Linked DNA regions of Mus musculus: all the other regions are linked to region 5. Evidence: chromatin contacts called from public Hi-C and promoter capture Hi-C data. All regions are on one chromosome and are shown on one strand. The core of a region is the stretch at or near the end of the contact, and the rest is flanking DNA. Distances in the headings are between cores, read along the strand shown.

Evidence for each region. Promoter capture Hi-C pulls out the DNA fragments that hold promoters and counts their contacts. Hi-C and Micro-C count contacts between places; a contact is called where the count stands out from the background.
Region 1: a contact with region 5 is called in a promoter capture Hi-C map of pre-B cells. The contact joins the promoter of Ctsl here to the promoter of Ice1 in region 5. A contact is called at or near these places in 1 of 39 promoter capture datasets (pre-B cells) and 1 of 484 Hi-C or Micro-C datasets (CD4 T cells).
Region 2: a contact with region 5 is called in a Hi-C map of B cells, with 5 read pairs. The contact joins the promoter of Fam172a here to the promoter of Ice1 in region 5. A contact is called at or near these places in 2 of 484 Hi-C or Micro-C datasets (B cells and CD4 T cells).
Region 3: a contact with region 5 is called in a Hi-C map of CD8 T cells, with 8 times the contacts expected there. The contact joins the promoter of Arsk here to the promoter of Ice1 in region 5. A contact is called at or near these places in 1 of 39 promoter capture datasets (liver) and 2 of 484 Hi-C or Micro-C datasets (CD4 T cells and CD8 T cells).
Region 4: a contact with region 5 is called in a promoter capture Hi-C map of pre-B cells. The contact joins the promoter of Rfesd here to the promoter of Ice1 in region 5. A contact is called at or near these places in 1 of 39 promoter capture datasets (pre-B cells) and 1 of 484 Hi-C or Micro-C datasets (CD4 T cells).

Annotation. Positions count from the first base shown.
Region 1 is chr13:64,368,245-64,372,975 of GRCm38.p6, forward strand. Ctsl (cathepsin L) reads right to left here and starts at 2,276. Exons shown (of 8, transcript NM_009984.4): 1 at 1,992-2,276; 2 at 784-920. The coding sequence starts at 909.
Region 2 is chr13:77,707,021-77,711,723 of GRCm38.p6, forward strand. Fam172a (family with sequence similarity 172, member A) reads left to right here and starts at 1,670. Exons shown (of 10, transcript NM_001163419.1): 1 at 1,670-1,833.
Region 3 is chr13:76,097,062-76,102,325 of GRCm38.p6, forward strand. It overlaps Arsk (arylsulfatase K), which reads right to left and starts at 1,599. Exons shown (of 8, transcript NM_029847.4): 1 at 1,313-1,599. The coding sequence starts at 1,447. It overlaps Ttc37 (tetratricopeptide repeat domain 37), which reads left to right and starts at 1,673. Exons shown (of 44, transcript NM_001081352.2): 1 at 1,673-1,768; 2 at 2,310-2,379.
Region 4 is chr13:76,015,751-76,020,957 of GRCm38.p6, forward strand. It overlaps Rfesd (Rieske (Fe-S) domain containing), which reads right to left and starts at 2,812. Exons shown (of 4, transcript NM_178916.5): 1 at 1,771-2,812. It also overlaps the pseudogene Gm4165.
Region 5 is chr13:70,635,414-70,640,397 of GRCm38.p6, forward strand. Ice1 (interactor of little elongation complex ELL subunit 1) reads right to left here and starts at 2,221. Exons shown (of 19, transcript NM_144837.3): 1 at 2,104-2,221. The coding sequence starts at 2,184.

The sequences.
Region 1 (4,731 bases), core at 1,026-3,525, 6.3 Mb before region 5:
CAAGCACAGAACTGGCAGTTTTCATTTTTTGTTAATAGACAGGGGGAGCCAGATGTTGGCACAGGCTTTTAATTCCAGAGGCAGAGATGGTGCTGGAGAGATGGCTGTGTTTAAGACCATTTGTGGAAGACTCAGGTTTAATTCTCAGCACTCACATATGTTACTTTTTTTGAGACAGGGTTTCTTTTCTGTATAGCTCAGGCTGGCCTCAAACTCAGAAATCTGCCTGCCCCTGCCTCCCAAGTGTGCCACCACTGCCCGGCCATATGGTACTTTCTAACTAGTTCCAGAATGTACACAATACCCAGACATAAGTGTGGTATATATCACGAGTGACATATATCTCACTAACTAAATCTTAAATAAAAAAACCAATCCATCTGACCAAATGGATCTACTGGAACAGGAACAGCTACACACTCTGAAAGGCACCACTCCTCCCGAAAACACACAAAGGGATGTATGTGCTCTACTCTGCTCACAATGGATGTATGATTGGGCTATTCCTGCTAAGAGCTGGCCTCTAGAGACTACTCTCTGGCTATAAACTTCTGAGGGTTAGAGAGGGGGGTTGTGGGGGGAGAAAGAGGTGGGCAGTGGTGGCACATGACTTAAATCCTAGCACTGAGTTCACAGCCTGGTCCACAGAACAAGTTCCAGGACAGCCAGGGACACACAGAGAAGCACTGACTTGGAAAAACAAAAACAAAACCCAACCAACCAAACAAACACTTCCAAGGGCAAGGAAGACCATTCTCTCTAGACAATGTAAACACTACAAACCGTGCCATACAGTCTTCTGTGTGTGGACTTCCACTGGTGCCACTCTGCACTAAAGGTTTGATCAAATTTTGGAGTAGCTAAGGCTGTTCCCAAGCAGAGGACAGCCAAAAGGAGTAAAAGATTCATGGTTCAAACACCTAGGGAAGGAAAAAGAGGAAATGAGAATCCCACGGAAGCTTTCTCTTTTAAGGACAGTTTCTCATGTAGTTTAGGCTTTAAACTTTTTCAATGACCCATCTCTCAAGTTTAGGGATCCATGAGCCACCAGCCCAGCAGTAAACCGTTCTGAGTTGAAGCATCCTTGCACGTGTTAACAAATGTGATTATGAGTGGAGAAAAACAAGTCAGGAATTAATCTTTGGAGGTTCCTAGACTCTAGCTACTGAAACAAAAACAGCCTAGTAGTCATTGGAACAGGGGTAAACCCTTTTCTCTTGCTTTTTTTTTTTTAAGGATTTATTATTATACATAAGTACACTGTAGCTGACTTTAGACGCACAGAAGAGGGTGTCAGATCTCATTATGGGTGGTTGTGAGCCACCATGTGGTTGCTGAGATTTGCACTCAGGACCTTTGAAAGAGCGGTCAGTGCTCTTACCCGCTGAACCATCTCGACAGCCCCCCCCCCACTTTCTCTTATTATAGCGCCACGGTAGTCTTAAGTCTTCCGATATTGTATGCGTCAGAATCTTAAGAGGACAACTGGGTCCAGGTCATTTATTGACAAGTATTAGTGACCCCAAGTGGGCATACAGGAGTACCCAGAGGGTGGGTTGCCACCACACACTTTAACGCACAGCTGCACATCAGGCGAACTGAAGCCTCAAGGCGATGCCTCCTTATGCGATCTCAGTTCGGGTTAGGGGCCAAGCTGGGCCCGTCCGGGGGAGAGGGGGATGGGCGTCCGCTCCGCGCTCGCGGCCACCGCCCGCGAATGTTATGGCGGCACAAGGAGCCCTGGGTCCCGTGACCAGCTTGAGGGGGTCCCGCTGTCCCTACGGGTCCCGGCAGCCCGGAGTCACATGACCTGATGAAGACCCCGCTCGACAACAAGGGCCTATCACTTCGGGGAGGCCGAGGACACATCCTCGAGATCCTGGCCCATCCGGGGGTCTCCAGTCCGGGTTGCAGATGCTATGGTTCCCACATTCTAGATTCCCCTACCTGCCCTTGCTCGGGAAGCCTTTAAACCCGCGGGGGTCACTCACCTGAGGCGGCTAGCTGCGCACAAGAAGTCTGCAAACTCGGATCCCCGGAGGTCGCCGAGGTCCGAGAATCTGGAGGAACAGCGCCGGGCTCAGGCTTTAAAGCCTCTCAGGCTACAGCCCCGACAGGGCCCGCCCCCGCCCCGTCATTGGCTATGCCTGCCTCGGGGCGGAGCCTGCGGGAGTCCGGGCGCGTGACGCCGCCGGGTCGTAACCTGTCCTGTGGTGCAAGCCTTGGGGCGAGGCTGATCCACTTTGGAGGGTCCACGCCAGCGTGGTGCCTTGGTTCTGTAAGAAAAGCGTAGGAAAAAAAAGGCCTGCTGTGGAATTTCCACCTCAGCCATACCTTTCCTTTTGTATGAAAGTTGTAGATTAAAATGTGCAGGGTGGAGAGTTGCATAACCCGTGGTTTCTGTTTAACCCACAACAATGCTGATGTAAGTGGAAGAAGACAGAGCGGAGGACAGAGTCACCTCTCCAGGGTCTGGCTGGACGGGTGTCCATAGAATTTAGATCAGCACGTGGCTTCTAACGCCGCACTTCCTGCCTTACCTATACATGGATTGTTCCTTAGGAGCATTTCTCTCAAGTCTGGTAGAAATTCTTTTCGTGGCAGGCGGGGACGCGGCGGTGGGGGTGGGGTTGTAGGATGGTGGCTAGAAAAGAAAAGAAAAAAAGCGGTTGAGAACGATGGAGACTGTTTTCCTACTTTACATTATGAATTGTTTTTCTTACTTTCAATTTTTTTCTTTCTTTTTCCTTTTTTTTTTTTTTTTTGTCTTTTCGAGACGGGGTTTCTCTGTGTAGCCCTGGCTGTCCTGGAACTCACTCTGGAGACCAAGGCTGGCCTCGAACTCAGAACCGCCTGCCTCTGCCTCCCAAGTTTTGGGATTAAAGGCATGCGCCACTTCTGGAATTTGATAAATTCGCTGGAAAAGATATAAGTATGTGTTTGAGATAGGGGTTATAGGGTTTAATAATGTAGACCAGGCAATCACAGGCATCCTGGTTTTGCCTCTCAAGAGCCGGGATTAAAGCTATCTCCGAGCTATCCGCTTTAGTTTCCTCTTCCTCACTCAAGAAGAGTAATATTTAATAGAAGGCTGTAGTTGTGTAGCTTGAAGAAATTACTTGGATAGAGAAAAAATATATATACAGGTATAGGTAAGATTGAAAGAAAATAATTCGGTAAAGTGTAATTTTTTTTTAGCCATATAAGATTTTTTTTATTGGCTATTCTGTTTAGAAGCTTTATAATATTTGAGTTTGGTTAATTTCAGTATGTGATTTTTAAAAATTTGTATTGTCTTTTTTTTTGTTTTGTTTTTGTTGTTGTTTTTGTTTTTGAGACAGGGTTTCTCTGTGTAGCCCTGGCTGTCCTGGAACTCACTCTGTAGACCAGGCTGGCCTCGAACTCAGAAACCCGCCTGTCTCTGCCTTCCAAGTGCTGGGATTAAAGGCGTGCGCCACTACTGCCTGACTTGTAATGTCTTTTATAATAGTATTTAAAATATTTTCTGAGACAGGGTTTTCAGTGTAGCCTTGGCTGTCCTGGAATTTGCTCTATAGATGAGGCTGTCCTCAAAACTCACAGAGATCCGCCAGCCTCTGCCTCCCAAGTACTGGGATTAAAGGAGTGCGCCACTACCTCCTGGCCCTAAAAGAAGTATTTTTTTAAAAGTGATTTAAAAGATCACGTTCAGGGCTTGGTGAGATTGCTTAGTGTTAAAGAGTTGCCTGAACCCAAGCCTAAGTTCAATCTCAGAGATCTATATGGTGAAAGAAGAGAGCCAAAAGTTGTTCTCTGACTTTTGTATGTGCTGTTGGCACATGTACACCTCCCCGAAAATGAGGCTTTTGTTGTTGTGGTTGTTTTTTGAGACAGGATTTTTGATTTCCTGGCTGTCCTGGAACTCCCTTTGTAGACTGGGCTGTCCTGGAACTCAAATAAATCTGTTTCTGCCTCCCTAGTGCTGAGATTAAAGGTGTGCATCACCATACCTAGCTGCAACATGAGTTTTTAAAAAGTGTCTTAAGAGGCGTGGTGGTGCACGCCTTTAATCCCAGCACTTGGGAGGCAGAGGCAGGCGATTTTCTGAGTTCGAGGCCAGCCTGGTCTACAGAGTGAGTTACAGGACAGCCAGGGCTACACAGAGAAACCCTGTCTCGAAAAAAAACCAACCAACCAAACAAACAAAAAAACCCCAAAAAAACTTTAAAAAGCATATTCATACTGGGCCTGGTGGCAGATGCTTAAATTCGAGCACTCTCGAGGTCAAGCCAAGCAGATCTCTGTGATTTCTTGAGCCCAGTCTACATAGTGAGGGCCAGCCAAGGCTATATACTGAGACCCATTTCATAAGACAACAATGAAAAGAGTATTCATTATGGAAAAAATAATAAGCATTCCTTGTCTCCTCCATAACTATTTTCTAGTTTTTTTTTTTTAAACAAAAACGAGGTGAGCTCAGTAGTTCAGAACCCTCCCTGCTTTTCCAGAGGAAACCATCAGTTCCCAGGACCCAAACCGAAGCTTACAAACTGCTAGTAACGTTTAACTCCTTGGAGGATATGATGTTCTCTCCTGGCTCCTGCAAACAACTGCACACGGGTGAGGAAGAGGCACACAGGCAAATGGACTTAACTGTGAAGAAGATAGATACATTTTGTGTGCTTATTTAAAAAGAACAAAGTGAAAAAGACAAACTTTCTAGAAACACAGGCAATTATCTATCTATCTATC
Region 2 (4,703 bases), core at 420-2,919, 7.1 Mb after region 5:
ATCTACAGATTTAATGCAATTCTCACCACAATTTCAACACCATTCTTCACAGACATGGAGACAGCAATTATCAACTTCATATGGACAAACAAAAACTTCAGGATAGCCAAAACACTTCTCAACAATAAAATATCTTATGGGGAATTGCCATCCCTGATTTCAAGCTGTAAATAGTTTCAATGTATGCTTTATTGTGACATTGACTGAAGAAGCAGTAGTTACATATTTTGTCCAATGTTTCTCCTCAAGGTTAGACAAGGATTATCCATTTATAGGAGGTTTGATTTTTGTATGTATTTGTGTGTGCCTGTGTGAGCTTATGTTAGCCACTTGTGTATATAACTCACCAAAGGCCAGAGGGCATTGGATTCTCTGGAACTGAAGTTGTAGGCATTTGTTGAGCCCAGCCCAGGTTCTCTGGAAGAACAGTAAGTGCTCTTAACATGTGAACTCTCCCTTGAGCCCCCTCAGGTTTATTTTTAATGAGCTTGTTTATTTTGGTCATTCTATCAAAATGAAAATGTTATGTTGCTTTTCATGATTTAAAAAACCCTGTTTGAAACACAAAATTCAAGTTGCTTACTGTAATCAAAGCTTTTCTTCAGTTGTAAGTTCTACCCTACAAGCCACTTGAGCTGCAGCCTGAAATGAAACCCTAAACTTTGTAATGTTATGGGCTCCACCCAGGCATTCTTGGCTTATTTCAGTAAGTTATGTTTTTCCTCAGGAACACCCTGTTACATTTTTCTCCATCCATACATGTCCTTACTGCCCTCATGACTTCCCATTAAGTTTCTCCAAATAGTGCAATGAATAGATATTAATTTATTCAAATGATGTTTATTGTATATTTTGTGACAGGCATCTTGTCCTGGTTGAGGATACTTAAAAGGCAAGATAAAATCACTGTTTTCATCCAGTTGACATTTTAGTGGGTAAGAGCACACTGCCAATAAATTGCATCACTCTTTGTTCTGAAGGAAGCAGGAGTTGAGTTTAAGAGATACAAATTATGGGAGTGAGGTACAATATACTTTCAAGAATTCTGGAACTCCCTGTCTGGTAATATAACAAATATAGGTTTGCTAGCTACCAGCCTTTCCTCACAGTTACCGAGGTGTCAGTCATAGCTTCGTGTCTTTAGTAAATGCTTTGACCTTAATTGGCAAAATAATGGTTTTGGGATTAAAAAACAGAGAAAACATCAGAATACCATATAAAATATTAAAATCATTTGTGTCTATTGCTCACCACTATTCTACCCTAAAGAGAAGGATTTTTAGACCTTTTTTGGATAAACAGAACACCAACATACTTCTCATTTGAGTTAGCTCTCAATAGGATATTAGGGTTAACTTCCTGTCTTAATTTTGTGATAAATACAATTTTTCAAACATAGGTCTCAACTTGAATATCAAGGGTGGGGTGAATTTACATGAACCATGGACGGACATGGGGAATTCGCTTAAGGCCAGCATCACAGAGAATATTGAAATTCCTCTTTCAGAACGAGGCTTTAGGATAGTTTAGAATAGCAGCGTACGACAGGGACATGCCACAACAACGCACACCACACACACACTGCCCTCTGAGCCTCAGGAACAGATGTAGAGGTTCGCTCCGCCCATTTCCGGGTTCTTGGCGCCGCGGCCGTCGCATGCGTAATGACGTTTAAATTCCCTGCAGACCCGGAAGTGCAATCGAACTTGGTCGGGGCGCGGATCTTGAGAGAGAAAGTCCGAGCCAGGGCGCAAGGGAGTTCGCCCAGAGATCTGGAAGGCCACGCCTCCTCGCACCTACCCTCTCAGCATTGCAGCTGGGGACAGAGCTCAGGTAGGACTGCGCTGGCCACCTCTGCCAGCCGCCGCAGGGGCGAGACCCCGAGGGGCTGGCCTGGATGGGACTCGGGCGGGATGCTGGCGCCGGGATCCTGACTGTCAGAAGCCACGCGTCCTCTCTGGGTCACTTCTCTTACCTATGTGCAAGATCTTGCAAAAGGGCTGCCTCACCTGCCTTGTCCACTCTCCAGGCAGGAGGAACACGTGTGACCTGGGGTGGCTAGCCTGAGTCTGAGTCCCTGAAGCTCTGGTTTTCACCAGATACCTTAGATAGAGGAAGAGACCCTCCACTTACAGTATTGCAGTTGTCTGGTTGAAGTTGTTTTTAGTTGTTTGTTTTCATGCAAAGATTGTCAACCACCAAAGCTGTGGCATGCATTAATAGCAAACATTGAAGTGTGCTTATAAAATGCCCTCAAAAACTTGTATCATGTGTAGTTAGTAGGATGTGTACATTTGTCTGTAAGTTTCTTATTTCTGAAGTAGACCACATCACGTGCTTCTCATTTTCCCAAAGTGTCTGTCTTTGGAGTCAAGTAACTTCTGCCTAAGAGTGTTTGGGCTATATTTAAGAGACAATTCGTACTGTCCATTCTCCCCAAATTCTCAAAAAAGCTGCATTGAAAAAGTTCTGTGGCCTGGACCAGTTACTGCCTTGTTTTGAAATAGCTCCATTGTGGTGGTGCTCTTAAAGCTCATGGTTGGTCTTGTCTTAAAGCACTGTCAAAGTATTCTGTTTCTCCTTATTCTTTTTCCTTTCTTGTGAGGGACAGATACCCCTTTTCATTCTCAGACTAAGTCAGAGCAGGCTAAATTCGGGTTTCAATGTCATTGCACTGGTATGCACTGGTATGGTGCATTTTGTAAGCTTTCCTACTTTTAAACTCGGAGTCTGGTCCCTTAACCTGTCAAAGAGATGAGAACCGAAGGGCTGCCTGGAATGGCTTTTTGGCCGAGACTACAGCTGCACTTGTACATAGAGAACAGAATCCAGGCCAGGAGGGAAATAGAATTTATAAAGCTTCGAGCATTGATCTAGTCATTCATCTATTTGTATTGACTAGCCGCTAACAGTATGTCTGATAATGTGCTGTGTTCGGCGAAGATAGTAGTGAACAATACAGAAAGTTCTGGACTGGTGGTGGGTGGAGATCAATCCTCATGCAGATGCATAAACAGGAGTGAGAAAGGTAGCGAGGAAAAAACGAAGCAAGTGGAGGAGAGAAGGGGCTGTTGAGTACAGATCCAAATTAAGTGAGGAACTGGATTCCACAGTTATGGGGGGTATGGTGTAGTTGAGTACAAAGGCTCTAAGGTTGAAATACATTTGTTATCACTGGAGTAATAAAGATATAGGGCTTAGTAGTCTGGAGAAGGCGTATTCAGTGACTTGTTACATTTATGATAGTTTGTGCTTATTGATCACCAACTTAGTTAGCTTTGGGAGGAGAATCTAGGGTCAGTACACATGTAAAGGTACTTCCATGCTCAATAAAGAGCAACATTTAGTCAGTTAATGTCATGTATGTTGCCCTTTGTTTTTGTTAGATTGGATTTGCCCAATAGTGTCAGTATTTAGTGAATATGTCTCTCCTCTGTACCAAATTTACTTTTCATTTTCTTTATCATTATAGTAAAATGTACCTAATAAAATATTTTAGTTGGGCAGTAGGAGGCATCTCTGACAACAACAACAACAACAACAACAAGAAAAACAACAACAATTTCAAGACTTCAGTAATGCAAATGATGTTCATGTTGTTGAATAGCTATCATTGCTGTTTGTCTTCAGTACTTTCTCATTTTCCTGGATGAACTCTGTAACATATTAAATACTATCTCCTCATTGCTAACTCTCTTAAGCCCCTGGCAACAATGGAGCTTCTTTCTGTGTCTATGACTCTGACTATTGTGGACATATCATATGAGTGTACTCACACAGCATTCGTTCTTTTGTGACTGGCTTATTTAACTTAGGACAATGTCCCTACGTTTCAATTGTTATCGCATATGTCAGAATGCCCTTCCTTTAAAAGCTGAATATAATAATCACTGTATAAATGTATCAGTTTTTATGTATTTGTTTACCTGTGGATGCTTGAATTGTTTACTTTTTTGGCTACTACTGTAAATGATACAGCTGTGTGCACAAACATCTGTTTACCTTACTTTCATTTCTCTTGGTTATATATCCTTAAATGAAGCTGATTAAATGAAAATTTGGAATAGTTTACATCTTGAATGCTCATCTTTTATGGTTACGTCCTCAGAGAAGTGCTACGGGGAAGAATCAGGTCGTGCTCAGAGGTTTCCATTCGGTCTTGCTTACAGGTTTTCATCATCGAAGGCATGCCCTTGAGGAGGGTAGTGGGACCTTAGCCCCTTCCTCCTCTCTTTGTTTCTGCTTCTTGGCTAGAAGTGAGCCCTTTGCTTTGCCATGTGCTCCTTTCTGCTCCTACCATAGTGTGCTCCTTCCACAAGTACACAAGCAATAGGGCCAACTAAAGACATACTGAACCCTCTAAAATTGTTGGCCATAGTGAACCTTTTCTCTTTATATGCTAACTACCTTAGTGTTTGTTATAATAACAGAAAGCTGACTAATGTGATTCCATGTTTAAGTTTTTAAGGAATTGTCACACTGTGCACCACAATGACTAACCAATTTTTCTTTCCCACCAGCCATGCACAGGGTTGTAATTTCCTTACAATGTTGTGAACTTTTGTCCAGATCTTCATGAAACTTTTATTTATTTATTTACTTTTTTGGGTTTTTCGAGACAGGGTTTCTCTGTGTAGCCCTGGCTATCCTGGAACTCACTTTGTAGACCAGGCTGGCCTTGAACTCAGAAATTTGCCTGCCTC
Region 3 (5,264 bases), core at 349-2,848, 5.5 Mb after region 5:
ACTGTAAAAACTGTCAAATGGTTTTCCAAGGTGGCCACACCACTTTACAAAGCATCTCAACAGCCGTGTATGAGGTTTCTAATTCCTCCATATTCTCATTAACTCTGGTTATTGTTTATGGTGTGTGTGTGTGTGTGTGTGTGTGTGTGTACTAAAGAACTGACATATTAACTGTAAAAAACAACAGGCCAAGCACAACAGTTTCATACTCTGATCATATTTACCTCCACATTCCCTCCTCCCCACCCTTGGCTCTTCCCATATCATCTCACATGACTTCCTCCTATTTTTATGCCTTTTGATTCTGGCTATCCTTATGGGGATCAATTGGTTTGAGCTACATTTCCCTAATGATTAATGAATCTAAGCTTCTTATGATGGGCTTATTGGCTATCTGTGTATATTCTGTGTAGGAATGTCTTTTCAAATCCTTGGCTCATTTTAAATTGCCTAAACCAAGATTATGACAATTTACACTTCCATTGTCTTGAAGGAGTTTTATAGCCTTAGCTTTTACATTTAAATCATTGACTAACTTTTGTTTTTACACATGGTGGAAGGCAGGACCCAATTTTGTTCCTTTCCATGTATATATTTACTTTTCCAGCACTACTTGTTTATAAGACTATTTCTGGACTCTTAATTCTACTCTACTGGTCTGAATATTTATTGTTCTGCATGTAAAGTACTATTGTGGCTATTGTAGCTTTACCATTAGTTTTGAAATTAAAAGCTTTTTTTTTTTTTTTTTAAATCAGTCTTCTTTTTCATGTTTTTTTCCCCTTCCCAATTCGAGGTCCTTTCACTTTCCATATGAATTTAAATCAAATTTAAGGTGATGCATACACAAATAACTTCTTTAAATCAGTGCTAACACAAGTATAGAATGTCTAGATTAGTGGTTCTCAGCCTTTCTATGCTGCAACAGTTTAATACAGTTCCTCATATTATGGTGACTCTCCCAACCATACGATTATTTTTGTTGTCACTTCATAACTGTAATTTTGTTAGGTATGAGTTGTAATGTAAATATCTGATATTTCCGATGGTCTTAGGTGACTTCTGCAAAAGGTGACTCGACCTCTCCCAAGGGATCGAGAGCCACAGGTTGAGAATTGCTGGTCTAGTGAATAAAGTTCAAGGAGCAAAGCCCAGGAGTTAGAGACTGGCTTCTTTCTACTACTTTATTAGTATGCACATGCGTGCTTGCAGGTGTGCGCATGCGGGACCTCTCAACCCCAGGGTCCTGTTCCCTGTGATGTTTCTCCACAGGCTCTGGGCGGTGTCTGCTCCCCGTCCTTTGGGTACTTACGAAGGAGTCACTGGCGACCAGCACCACGTTGGGCGCCTGGTTCACTTGCATCCTTTTCTTCTGTGTTCTGGGGGCCGGTGCTGCGAGTGCTAACGCTGCGACCACCGACACCAACAGCAACAGCATCGCGGGCATGGCCGTTCAGAAGCGGCTGCTGAGCGGGTCTCCTGTAGCCTGCTCTCCAGTCATGAGCAGGGGCCGGACTCTAGGGACAAGACTAGAAGTTTGGCTTACAAATACAGAAGTAAATATGAGCGGCACCTAGAAACTACACCTCCCATCAGGCCAAGGGCAGGCGCATGCGCAAAAACCAATCGCGCTCAGCCCATGTGAAGACCGTTTTAATCAAATTTCGAGCTAATGATAGCTCTGCCAGTTCCTCTCACTCAAGCGATGTCTGGGGAAGCGCGCATGCGTTGTTCAGACTTGTACTTTGTGGCAGTCCCACATGCCCAGGTGGGTTCTGATCGCTTCGGTTTTGGCAGAAGTTGAAATCTAAAGGCAGTAGAAGTGGTATTTAGGGGGAGAAAATACTGAGCATGAGCGTGATGTTACGGGCTGTCTTCCTTTTGTGCGGGGCTGAATGTTCGCTGACAAAGTGAACTTGGCGGTGATGAGGTGGCAGTGATTCTGTCACTTGAATTGGATTGGGTTGTGCCTATATGGGACTTTAGGCTAGGTCACCTCGTGTGTGGTCTGGGTAGTGGTGTGGATTTCTGCTGCGTTCCGGAACCCTAGTCAGGAAGCCCCCCTCATCGTATTTCCTCCGTTTGCCGACCTGTAAGGATTATGCTCATGTGGGTTGAAGAGCGGGCCTAATAAGTTTCAGGTTCCAGATACGGAACAGCTTGGCTGTTCTTTGTCTTTGGAGTAGCAATAGGGACCGGTTCTAAAAGGTACAGATGTGGACTGTGTGAAGTGTGCGGTTAATTGATGTATGCTCGGAGTAACATTGTTGGGTATAGAATAATCAGCTGTTCCTTTTTTTGATTGCTAGATTCCTTTGGAGAATTCTGGAAGAAGCACGTTTCTATTTTCAAGTCAAATTATTCACTGATAAGTTTCAGGTATATATAATTGTACATTACACCACTTGTGTTGATTTTCTGGCAGGAAAAGGAGGAGTAATGCTATTTATTTAAAATCTCAACTCTCATATCTGGCAGCCTTGTGTACAGATTAATTGTAATAAAACACCTTACACATCTAATACAGAGCGGTATGTGTTTAGTGTCTGTTAAGCTTTACTGTATATTTACTGTGTAGCATGCTTTACGTGGAATGTACTCCTTAATCTTCACTTAGACTACTTTACAGATGCGAAAACAGAGAGGTTAAATAACTTTTCAATAGCTTATCTAAGTAGATTACCTCCTAAACAGGGCACACTCCCCAGAATTGTGTTGAGTAAATTTGGAATGTAGGACATACTTTACAGAAACAATATCAACTGGTGCTTAGTTTTATAAAAATTACATTTGGTATTCTTTTTTTTTTTTTTTTTTTGCATAGTAATGATTCGTTGAACACAGATGATCCTTGAAGGCTCTGTTTCTGCAGGCCCTTGTTCTGAGGACAGAGCACATCCTTTTCTTCTTTCTGTAATTGCGGTGTCAGTGAGAGCAGGCGCTGTAGCAGGTTGGTGGAATAGGTATTTTAGGGACGCAGTTTCAAAGGGCTGCTAGAACCTAAGAGGTTTCTAGTACTTTTCATCAGACACGAAGTGGGGCATATAAAGGTCCTCCCTGCTAGCTTGTCCAGCCCATACTTCACCTTCCCTGGTGGGAAAACTTCCACTGAGCAGCTCGTTCTATACTCGTGGAGGTTTAAGTATTAAAAGTTCTGATTTAGAGCTGAAGACAGTCTTCTGCTTTTAGCTACTCATTAATTCATTGTGCTTTGATATTACACTGATAAAAGCCTGCCTTCCTGTTTCTTCTCCAATAGTAGTCTTCTCAGTCCTGCTAACTAGTCTTCAGCTAGTTATTGCTTTACTGCAGGTTGCTTCACTTCTTTTTGTTTTCTCCTGGAATCTTAACCTTTTAAATTTAATTAACTAATTATTTTCCTGTACATAGCCACTGCAGCTTCCTTTTCCTCCTCTCAGTCTCCTCCTCTTTCCTCCTCTCCCCTCTTCCCATCCCTCCCTTTATCATCAGAAAAGAGGAAGCCTCCTATGGCTATCAACAGGCCCTGGTATATAAAATTGCCACAGGACTAGGTCCATCTTCTTCCATTGAGGCTAGATGAAGCAGCTCAGTTAGGGGAAAGGGATCCACAGACAGGCCACAGAGTCAGAGACAGCCTTTACGGTTAGGAGTCCCACATGAAGACCAAGCTGTACAACTGCTTCATATGTGCCAAAGACCTGGGTCTGTCCCATGCCTGCTCTCTGGTTGGAGGTTCAGTGGGCCCCTTATAGGCCCAGGTTAATTGATTCTGTAGGTTTTCTTGTGGTGTCCTTGACCCCTCTGGCTCCTACAATTCTTTCTCCCCCTCTTCCACAGTATCACACAAGCTCTGCCTAATATTTGGCTTTGAGTCTCTGTATCTGTTTCCATCAGTTGCCCCTCTGATGACAGTTATGCTAGGCTCCTGTTTCCAAGTATAGCAGAATATCATTAATAGTGTCAGGGGTGGTCTCTCTCTCTCATGGTGTGTGTCTCAGGCTGGATCAATCATTTTGTGGTCATTCCCTCAATTTCTGCTTTATCTTTATTTTACTCCTGCACATCTGGTAGGCAGGACAAATTGTGAGACAGGACAAATTGTAGGTCTCAGCAGAGGAATTTCCTATGGCCAAGGAATAATTAAAGATATGTTCAACATCCTTAGTCTTAAGGAAAATCCAAATCAAAACAACTCTGAGATTCCATCTTACACCCATCAGAATGGCTAAGATCAAAAACTCAAGCGACAGATAACATATGCTGGTGAGAATGTAGAGCGAGGGGATGTGGTTGCTGATGGAAGTACAAACTTGTACAATCACTTTGGAAATCAATTTGGTATTTTCTCAGAAAATTGTGAATAGTTCTACCTCAAGGCCCAACTATACCACTCCTGGGTATATACCCAAAGAATGATCACCCATCCTACAAGGACACGTGGTCTACTATGTTCATAGCAGTTTTATTCATAATAGCTAGAAACTAGAAACAACCCAAATGTCCCTCAACTAAAGAATAGATAAAGAAAATGTGGTACATCTTTTTTTTTTTTTTTTTAACTTTTTTGGTTTTTCAAGGCAAGGGTTTTTCTGTGTAACAAACCCTGGTTGTCTTGGACCTCACTTTGTAGATCAGACTGGCCTTGAACTCTCAGAGAATCCACCTGTCTCTGCCTCCCAAGGGCTGGGATTCAAGGCATGGGCCACCAGACCCCAGGATTGTCTCTTCTTGTTTTAATGACTGCCTTCTGGACATAGATGTTTTTGTTAATCACCGAGTTACTCCGTGAGCAAAGGATCTTTTATGTGTGCATGTGTTTATATGGTTAGGTAGTATTCAGGATAGAGGCTGTGGTTTAGTTCACAAGGGCTGATATAACAAAATACCACAACAGAAAACTATTTTCTCATAATTCTGAAGCTTAGAAGTCCAAATTCAAAGAGTAATTTCATTACTCTTCAGATGTAAATTCATCTAGTCTTCATTGCCTTTGTACTTTGCAAATAGTGTTGTATTCTGAAATTCTATCACATATGATGTATAAATTTTGCGGTGTTGTTTGACTTTTCTTATGGAAACATGATCAAGCAGGCTGAACTAATGAGCTTCTTGGAATTCCTTACGGAGCATGGGTGTGGAGTTATGTAGGGGAATATGAATGACTCAGAGGTAGCTGCATCACTGAAAAGCCATTGCAACATGGGCAATGATTCATGAAGGCTGTGTTCTTGAAGCTCCCTGTATAACCTGTGAATACCTCAGCCTCTTGCAGAGAGTATCCT
Region 4 (5,207 bases), core at 1,562-4,061, 5.4 Mb after region 5:
TATTAAAAATGGAGTACAGAGCTAAACAAAGAATTCTCAACTGAGCAATACTGAATGGCTGAGAAGCACCTAAAGAAATGTTCAACATCCTTAGTCATCAGGGAAATGCAAATCAAAACAACCCTGAGATTCCATCTCACAGTAGTAAGAATGGCTAAGATCAGAAACTCAGGTGACAGCAGATGCTGACAAGGATGTGGATAAAGAGGAACACTCCTCCATTGCTGGTGGTATTGCAAACTGGTACAACCACTCTGGAAATCAGTCTGGCAGTTCCTTAGAAAATTGAACAAAGTACTACCTGAGAACCCAGCTATACCACTCCTGGCCATATATCCAGAAGATGCTCCAACATTTAATAAGGGCACATGCTCCACTATGTTCACAGCAGCCCTATTTTTAATAGCCAGAAGCTGGATAGAACCCAGATGTCCCTCAACAGAGGAATGGATACAGAAAATGTGGTACATTTACACAATGGAGTACTACTCAGCTATTAAAAACAATGACTTCATGAAATTCTTAGGGAGATGGATGGAATTAGAAAATATCCTGAGTGAGGTAACCCAATCACAAAAGAACACACATGGTATGCACTCACTGATAAGTGGATATTACCCCAGAAGCTTGGAATACCCAAGATACAATTCACAGACTACATTAAGTTCAAAGAGAAGGAAAACCAATATGTGGGTACGTCTGTCTGTCTTAGAAAGGGGAACAAAATACCCATGAGACAAGATACAGAGACAAAGTGTGAAGCAGAGACTGAAGGAAAGGCCATCCAGAGACTGCCCCACCTGGGGATCCATCCCATCCATATACAGTTACCAAACCCAGACACTATTGTGGATGCCAACAAGAGCTTGTTGACAGGAGCCTGCTATAGCTGTCTCCTGAGAGGCTCTGCCAGTGCCTGACAAATACAGAGGTGGATGCTCTCAACCAACCATTGGACTGAACACAGAGTCCTCAATGGAGGAGCTAGAGAAAGGACCCAAGGAGCTGAAGGGGTTTGCAGCCCCATAGGAGAAACAACAATATGAACCAACCAGTATCTCCAGAGCTCCCAGGGACTAAACCACCAACCAAAGAGTACACATGGAGGAACCCATGGCTCCAGCAGCATAAGTAACAGAGGACGGCCTTGTTGAACATCAATGGGAGGAGAGGCCCTTAGTCCTGTGCAGGCTCGATGCCCCAGTGTAGGGGAATGCCGGGGCTGGGAAGCAAGAGTAGGTGGGTTGGTGAACAGTGGGAGGGGGTTTTCAGAAGGTAAACCACGAAAGGGGATAACATTTGAAATTTAAATAAAGAAAATATCTAATAAAAAAGAAATCTCTTGAAGAACAAGAAGGAGAAGGAGAAGCAGCACTGATACTTTCCAGGGAAGCTAATGAACGTCACGTTGAGTTATGAATCCTGCTGCTGTAGTCTTCCTACTAGGAAAAAAATAATGCCTTGGCTCTCCCTCCAAAATCACTGTTTTTAAAGTGCTATAGTGCTGGAGAACATAATTTTTAATACAGTTTTTGACAAAAAAAAATAAAAATAAAAAATGTTCTGTTCTACCATTGTCTTTAAAAATAAAAACTGTTTTGTTGTTCGTAGATCCCTAAAATTAGATTTCTTAAAGTGAGAATTCCATATAAAACTATTTGTTTTAGATAAGTGGATGGCCCCGACAGTTTTAAACACCTTTCTAATGTAGATAATTCATTCAAGTATAAAGTCACTGAAGACAAAAGACATGAAATTAAAGGTACTCACACTCATGTGTCACTCCTCTTGAGCAATGACTCAGGGACTCTTAGAGTGGGGACCTGGCCCACAAATTATCACAGTGCTTATCTCCAGGGTGACACCCTGGCTTTTAGGCTCAGGGAAGGGAAATGCTTTAGTCAGTAGCAGTTTGATGATAATAAATACATTTGACTAGCTACATTTCACTACCGCTTGGACACTTTGCGTGTAAATGTTCATTACTCCTCACAAAATTAAATATCTGTAAGCTCATATGTTGCTTGGTGTAACTTTCGTGTCACTAGCAGCCAGCGATTTATAAAAGAAAAGAAACAAAAAACAAAAAACATGTGGCCTGAAAGAAAATCATCTTGAAAGTCACAAAAACCGTTCGGCAAAAACGTATAGAGAGTTTTATATTCGCAGTGCACACATGTATCGGAAAAGATGGTTCTGAATGTTTATGTAGGAATGCTAATGTACAAGATTGTCTTCACAAATATCTAAAGTAAAACACTTGCCCAATTTAATGAAGCCGTGCAGCTGAGCGAATTACTGCCAATGTCTGGTATTAAAGATGACAAGGCGTTTCACCAGCGTCTGAATCCCGGACTGCTTCCTAAGAGGCCTGTATCATAGGGTGTGCAGAGGACAACCACGTTAAGGCACCTCTACTCTATACAGCTGGGTGCAACCGCAGGAAGCGCAGCAAGGCTGGTAGCCACCCCCATGGCTTTAGCAGTTCTCAAACCAGTTTTATTTGCTAAGAAGACAGGCCGCAGCTGCTAGATTGAGCGGCGCTAGGGACAGCACGGCAACCAGCAGTCGTCCCGACGGCCATCCCAGGAGAATATTTGGGGTGCGTGGGACGTCAGAAGGATTCGCTTTCATAGTTTATGGCACAAGTGCGGAAAAGCCTATTTAAATGGCTGCAGGTCCCGGCTGTGGCCCAACTGTCAAGGCGAACAGTTCACTGAGGCTCTTGCCAATGCCAGTCCACGAGGGTCCAAACGCTCCCTGCTCAGACACCCGAGGACTCGGAACCGCTGCCAGCGGACGCAGGAAGTGCAGGCCCGGGCGGTGTCCGACCGGAAGCAGCAGCGTGCCAGAAATCTCCGCCCCGCTCCCCTCACCCAATTCCCGCACCGCGAGAACCTAACTTACTGTGCTGGGGTCCTCGCCCCGCCCTCAACACCCAGCTCCCGCAGCCCCTGCGTCCTGCGCCTGCGCGACGCGAGTTTGTGAGGAGGCGGGGCAGGGGTCACGTGCTAGGAAGTACTGGCTCCCCTCCCGTCCCTCCATCAGGCTGCTGTCCTGTTTGTGGAATTTTTCTAGCTCTTGTGGGATATGAGTAGGTGCATCATTTTCTTTCTCTTTTCTTTTTTCAAAGAACGATAATCGGACTCACTCTAAATTTATCCAAATTTTAAATGCACTCAGCAATCTCATCCCTAAGCGAAATAATACCTAGAACATGGGAAAACTTTACAGCCATATACTGTATACCCAAAGGTCCAATTCCATACACTACACCATACAGGCTCCCATGTGTAATATGCTCTCTTTAACACAAATAACTCATTGCTTGAGATACAAATAGGTTAAGTATTTGTGTATACCAAAGCTTTTAAAAATTACTAGATTTAAGGGGAGATGGTGTGTTTTCACTTTCAATTTCTCTTTCAGTGTTACATTAAGAGCAACACAATAAGAACTCCCCATACTTATGCTCAGAGGTGCAAGCTAAATGAGTCTTACTGGTTTGCAAGCATTCTCTGTAAACTGGCACGTGGCAAGCTCTTATAGAGCCCACAACCCGGGCTGAAGTTGATCACTTGAACCCAAGTGTTGGGCAGCACAGACACCCTGCTTTAAAAAAAGAAAAAAGAAAAAAGAGGCCAGCAAGATGATTCATGGAGTAAGGGTGCTTGTAAACGGGACAGCCTGAGTTGTAGCCCAGAGCTCATTTAATGATGTAGGAACTGACTTAACAAACTATGCTGTAGCATGCATGTCCCTGCTCACACAGAATAATAAGGATTTTTTAAAATTAATGATCCTTTGATTCAATAGCTCATAATCTTGGCTAGGCTTTAGATCTGCCTAGGAATTAAAACAAACAAAACCAAAAAACAATAACAAAGCAACTTTGCCCAGTATACCAGATCAATGAAGTAAAAATCTTAGAAAGGATTCAATATATATTTTTGTTTTTTAATTTCTGAAAGCTTTTCATTTTTTCCCTCCCAGAAAGACCAACTGCAATCAGAGGGAGTGAAAGGTCAAGATTTTATTCATAACAAAATCAGCTTAGAACTGGATCACTTGGCCCTTTCTCTTCTTGTCGCCTCACAATTCAAAATGCTCACATCTCTTAATAGCCAGCATCCTCTTAGATCTGCAGTTGGGCTCAATGCACTCCAGTCTCAGCACAATCTTCTTTGTAGAAGCCTTTTTGCGGAAAATAGGCTTAGTTTGTCCACCATAGTCACTTTGTTTCCTGTCATAACGCTGCTTACAAAGAATCCTTGTCCTTCTTGTACTGTGTCACCTTGTGGGGTTGGTCCTTTCCATATTTCTTACAGAATATCTGGTGGACCCTAGGCATGTTCATCATGTTCACAGGATCACTAACTTCCAAAATTATTACACTGTGAATCCAAAATTGGACGTTGAAATCTGTATTTAACATACTAACACAGTGATTTCAGTGCCCCAAAGGACTGGGGACCTGAGACTCAGGGGTCTTGTTCACTTATCCTGGTGTGTTGCATACATTTTTTTTCTTTCAAGACAAAGTTTTGCTGTGTTATCCAGGTTGATCTCAGACTTGTGAGCTCAAATGATTCTCTCAAATCACCCTCCAAGTTTTCTCAAGTCACAGCACTCACAGGTGTGTGCCATCATATCTGGCTTATCCAAATATTTACAAAATGAGCCCCAACAAGTAAAACACAGAGAAGTCCAGAATAATAGCTCAGTGTTAGTTTCCTTCATACTATTCTGTTCACTATATAGTTTTAGGATAACCAGTGATATTTTATAGAACAATGTTTGTCTTGGATAGGGGTTTACTGTTGTGAACAGACACTATGACCAAGACAACTCTTATAAAGAGCACCTAACTGCGGCTGGCTTACAGGTTCAGAGGTTCAGTCCATTATCATCAAGGCAGGAACATGGCAGTGTCTAGGCAGGCAAGGGCCTGGAGGAGCTGAGTGTTTTACATGTTCTTCTAAAGGTAGACAGGAGAAGACTGGCTTCTAACCAGCTATGACAAGGGTCTTAAAGGCCACACCTACAAAAACACACTTCCTCCAACAAGGCCACACCTACTCCAACAAGACCACACCTCCTAAGAGTGACACTCCCTGGGCCAATCATATTCAAACCACCACAATGTTCCTTTTCGTCATTGATCAAACACAGGGTAAGTATCACTTTAAAAAGTATTAAAGACTGAA
Region 5 (4,984 bases), core at 971-3,470:
GAGCTCAAGCTAGCTCTGAAACACTACTGCCTGGAAAGCCTTTTCAGAAGCAACCCTCCTCTTGGTGGGAGCACAGCCCTGGGGCTCTTTTACTCTTGTCTGTGGCTGCTTTCACACCTCAGTGGCAAGTGAGCAGGTGTGAACAACTTCCCAAAGCACAGTTATTTATGATCTTGCCTCTTAAGGGAGAAGGTTTACAGACCAGGCCTATACAGAGCTAAAGGAACCTCTCCTTTATTCCCTGCTCCCCAAAGTGTGACCTGGAGGGAGGGAACAAAGGTGTCCTTGGGAAGCAAAAGCAGCAGCTTCCAGGCCAAAATAAAGACAGGCGGTGGGAACAAGAGACCCAGCAAACGGACTGGATGCAGGCTGTCAAAGAAGGAAGGCACCAGGATAGCCACCAGTTTCTGGCCTAAGCAACCTAAAGAAATCAATGGCACTGCTCACTCAACAGGACAGGGACTCCTGGTGAGCAGTGTGTGAATGCAGCTCTCCAGAGGGCTAAGAAGAATGGGTCACACAGCTGTCTGTTCAAATACCTGCAATGATTCACCACCACCTCATCCAGAGAAGCCCAAGCTCATACAACGGTGTGGGTGTATGAGAACCACACAACCAGGGCTCTTCTGGCTCTTCTGACCTCTGCAAATCCTAAATCTTCAGTCTGCTGTGGCCTCACCGGTCTTCTCAAGCACACCAGGAAAGCAACTACCCCAGGCCTTGAGGCATCCACTAGGATGTCGGGCTTCAAAGAAATCAACCGAACTCGCTCTCCTATAACCTTGTTCAAATACGATTTTTCCAAAGACCAGAAAATCTCAGCAGCCAAAAGCCTGGTCCTTACCCACTCTCCCCTCCTACTTTTGCCTGTTTGTTACCAATATGTTGCTTCTAATGTAACTTTCCTCTTCTCTTTGCGTACATTGTTATAAACTAGCAGGGGATCAAAAAATTTGAGTAAATAGGCTCAAAACACAAATATGGTCCATTAAAGAAGCGTTCCATTCAGAATCTTTTAAGGGAGGGGAGGGTTATAAGATGCCTACACGATGTGGCCTAGCTACAACATGGCTTGACTCTCCATCTTCTCTATGAGAGTGCCAAACCATTTCCTATTCTCCAAGCAACTAGAACATACGAATCGGCGCAGAGACATTGCACTTTACAATAAAAAGCAAACTTCCACAGATAGCTAGCTAGTCTGCATCCCTTATCTCGTCTCACCAACCCCGAGGCTGCCACAGGCTTTGCTCATCAAACATCAAGAAACCGTCCCACTTGTTAAAACCGATCTCCAGAGCTACTTTTCAACATTCACAACTCCCACTGCCTCAACACCACCTCACCAGAACCCCCTGACATCTTCCATTATTTCCTTCCCAACATCTAAAATCCTGTCGAGTCGTACTTGCGCACGTTCATCTTATCCGTGTCCAGGTGGTTTACCAGAATATGAACAGTGCTTAGAACACTGGGTAGAAAGGGGATGAACTGAACGGGAGCAAGGGCAAGTTCCGTTTTGCCACTGACAATAGGTGAATGGAACTCTAAGACAGAAAGCTGTGCGAGTCTCCAGCCCTGAGCACTGGGGACTATTTCTATTGCATCAGTAAAACCTAGAACCCATCTGCAGCGATCCATTGTTAAGAACAGGACATGACACTGTAACAAACTACCTAGACCCACGTATGTTTATTGGACAATTTTAATCAGACAACTAACATGCTACTTAACAAAAGCTAAGCTTGGCAGTATATTAATAGATACGTGTAAGCTAAAATGCAGTTCCGTTCCGGAATCTTGGAAGTCTAGCGACCTGGGCACGCAACATAAAACCCTTGCCTTCAAACAACAAATAATTAGGAGTGCGAGGAGGCCTTCATCACAGAGAGGAAGATTCCCTCCGCGCGTAGACAGCGTCACCCACCAACCAAACTGGGCCCTGCAAACCCTGAGTCGGGAAGACGAGGAGTCCTGAAGAGCACGCTCACTCTGTCCGCCGCCGGCATCGCAGCAGCTGAACCAATTCTGTCCGTGATTAAACAAAGCACCGGCACCCGCCCCCAAAACGGCGCAAAAGGGTCAGCCAGGGATCCTGCGTACCTGCTGCAGGGAGGCGCAGCCCTGACACCGCGCGAGGTCGGCTGGCCCGGGCGCCGCCGGGTGCGTCTCGCCGGGCATCATGGTGCTGCGGCCCGGCCTGCAGGGCGCGCGCTCAGGGGCCCGCTGCCTCGGCCCTGCTCCGCCGCCCCAGCCACCGCCAGCCTGGCCGCTTCCCGCCGGGCGCGGGCAGGTCCATGCGTGCGCCAAGGTCCCCGTGGAGCCGGCCTAGGGCTCAGACCAGCGAAGCAGCCCAGGGCACTTGAGAGCGGCGCAGCCCCGAGGGCCCAAAGCGACGACAGCACACGAGGTCCCCGCCCCACCCAGCCCCGCCCCCCGTCGGGGCTGCCCGCAGATCCGCCTGATCAAAAAGCCAGAACGAAGCGTGGTCGTACAAAAAGCAAAGCCTTAGGACACATCTTGGAAGAGATGAACAAGAGCCAGGGCCTGCCTTCACGAACTGTCTGTGCATCTGTCAGCTGCCTCATTACAGGCCCTGTGTAGACGCCTAAATCCCTTCAGCCTCCAAGGGGCGGGGGTTTTGCGATGTCATTGGCATGCCGACCACCGAAGGAGGACCCGAGCCTGGGTTTGGAAAGTGCGAACGCTTCTTGCAGAGCTACTGCACTATTCTCCCAGTAGACAGGCAGGGAGCGGAAGAAAAACTACAATTCCCGGAGTGCCTCGCAGCGGCAGGGTGAGCACCGCCTGGAGGCCAACCTCTAGGGCTCCATGCTCTGCTACTAACGTGTGGGGTGTGTCTGCACGCAGCCAACCAGACAAACCCCTTCGAGCCGGTTTCCCAGTCATCTTCACCCTTAGGCTGGAGAGGTGGAAAGAAGAAATCCTCATTCAGCTTTAAAAGCCACTTGAAATCAGGGCTTGAACTCTCGCTGACATCCTAGCATTGTATCCACTCTCCTCAGAAACTTTGTTGCCATCAGTATCTGTCTACTAGGAAGTTTCTGGCGGCTCCTCATCTTCTGGTTACAAAGTCCCAATCTCAACAACAGTGTTGCATTTATTAGTGAGGGTTCTCTAGAGTCACAGAACTTATGGGTAGACTCTATATAGTAAGGGAATTTATTGATGACTTATACTCTGTAGTCCAACTCGCCAACAATGGTCAGCAGCAGCTGTGAATGGAAGTCCAACGATCTAGCAGTTGCTCAGTTCCACAGGGCAAGCAGGCAAAGAAGAGAGAGCCTATCTTTCTTCATCTAATGTCCTTATGTAGGTCTCTAGCAGAAGATACGGCCCAAATTAAAGGTGTGTGTCACCATGCCTGGATCTGGGACTTGCTTTGTCCCAGATGACCTTGAACTCAGAGAGCTTCCAATCTTAATCTCTTGGGATTCATAGCCAGTATATGCCTCAAGATCTCCACGATAGGGGCTGGTCAGATGGCTCAGCGGGTAAGAGCACCTGACTGCTCTTCCGAAGGTCCAGAGTTCAAATCCCAGCAACCACATGGTGGCTCACAACCATCCGTAACAAGATCTGACTCCCTCTTCTGGTGTGTCTGAAGACAGCTACAGTGTACTTACATATAATAATAAATAAATCTTAAAAAAAAAATCTCCACGATAAGATCCAGGTCAGAAACTTGTATCTCCCAGCCACCAGATTAGGATCACAGGTGAGCCTTCCAATTCTGGATTGTAGTTCATTCCAGATATAGTCAAGTTGACAACCAGGAATAGCCACTATAATTTATTAAGAGGGCATCCAGACCCTGCACATCTGTCCTAAGCCTCGGGATGGAAAATGCAACTCAAAACCCTCACACCCTGTTCTGTCTTCAAGCTATCTTCTTTGACGTTGAAAGACCATATAGATACCCAGAAATAGCTGAATGCCTTGTCATTGCTATTTGCACCCAAGCAAGACAGGCCCATAACCTGACAGTCTGTGTAGAAGGTCCAGGTTTCCTCAGAGGCTGGCGAACAGAATGTGTAAGGTTACAAGAAGAACATGGGTTTTGGTTGGGTCAGAGTCAATCCCCAACTAACAAGCTAGGTCTGGCCACCCAACCTCAACAGGCCAATTAAAGGGCATACTTTATAGTTAAAAGCAGAAAAAGATATCTCCAAAGTGGTCACATTAGGAAGAAGAAAGATCCAGTAATTAAAAAAAAAAAGATTTCCCCAACCTCAGCCCTGATCCAAAGCCCATCTTCAGAATCCTGACCTGGGTTTAGGTTTAAGTAGAGAGCAGGAAGTATGCATGGGTAGTCACGGTAGCTGTGGTCCTTCCTATCATAAACCCACTATTGTGTCTGCTCTAGCTTCTGCTGAAAGGCTATCTGACAAGCTGCCAAAACGGTGAGAAAAATCTTTGTCTAGATACAGGCTTCCGTTCTGGTTGGCTTTTGGCTTCAGCCATTTCCTTCTTCCAACATGGGATTCCTGTGGATACAAGGATCAATGGTCTTACAGTGGGGTTGAGAGCCAGGACACTGGTTCCTCTCTAGAATGCTCTTGTGCTCTCTCTCTCTCTCTCTCTCTCTCTCTCTCTCTCTCTCTCTCTCTCTCTGTCTCTGTGTGTGAGTGTGTGTGTGTGTGTCTGTGTCTGTGTTTGTCTGTCTGTCGGTCTGTCTGTCTTTCTCTTTTCCTGGGACAGTTAGAGAAGGGCAAAAGGGTAGATGCATGAGAGAACAGTGTGCCATGTGAAGCACACCAAACCATCCAGTTGAGCCTCCTACAAGCCACAGGACATAGGTCCAATCACCAAGTTGCTTGTGATGTTGTAACCAGGGTGATGGAGGTTGACCCTCACAATTGTTCAATTCTTACTTCTGATCCCTACAGATTTATCTTCATAGTAATTTTATTGCCCAGCTGGTTGGGTTTATTTTTATTTATTTATTGTTAATGCATATTGC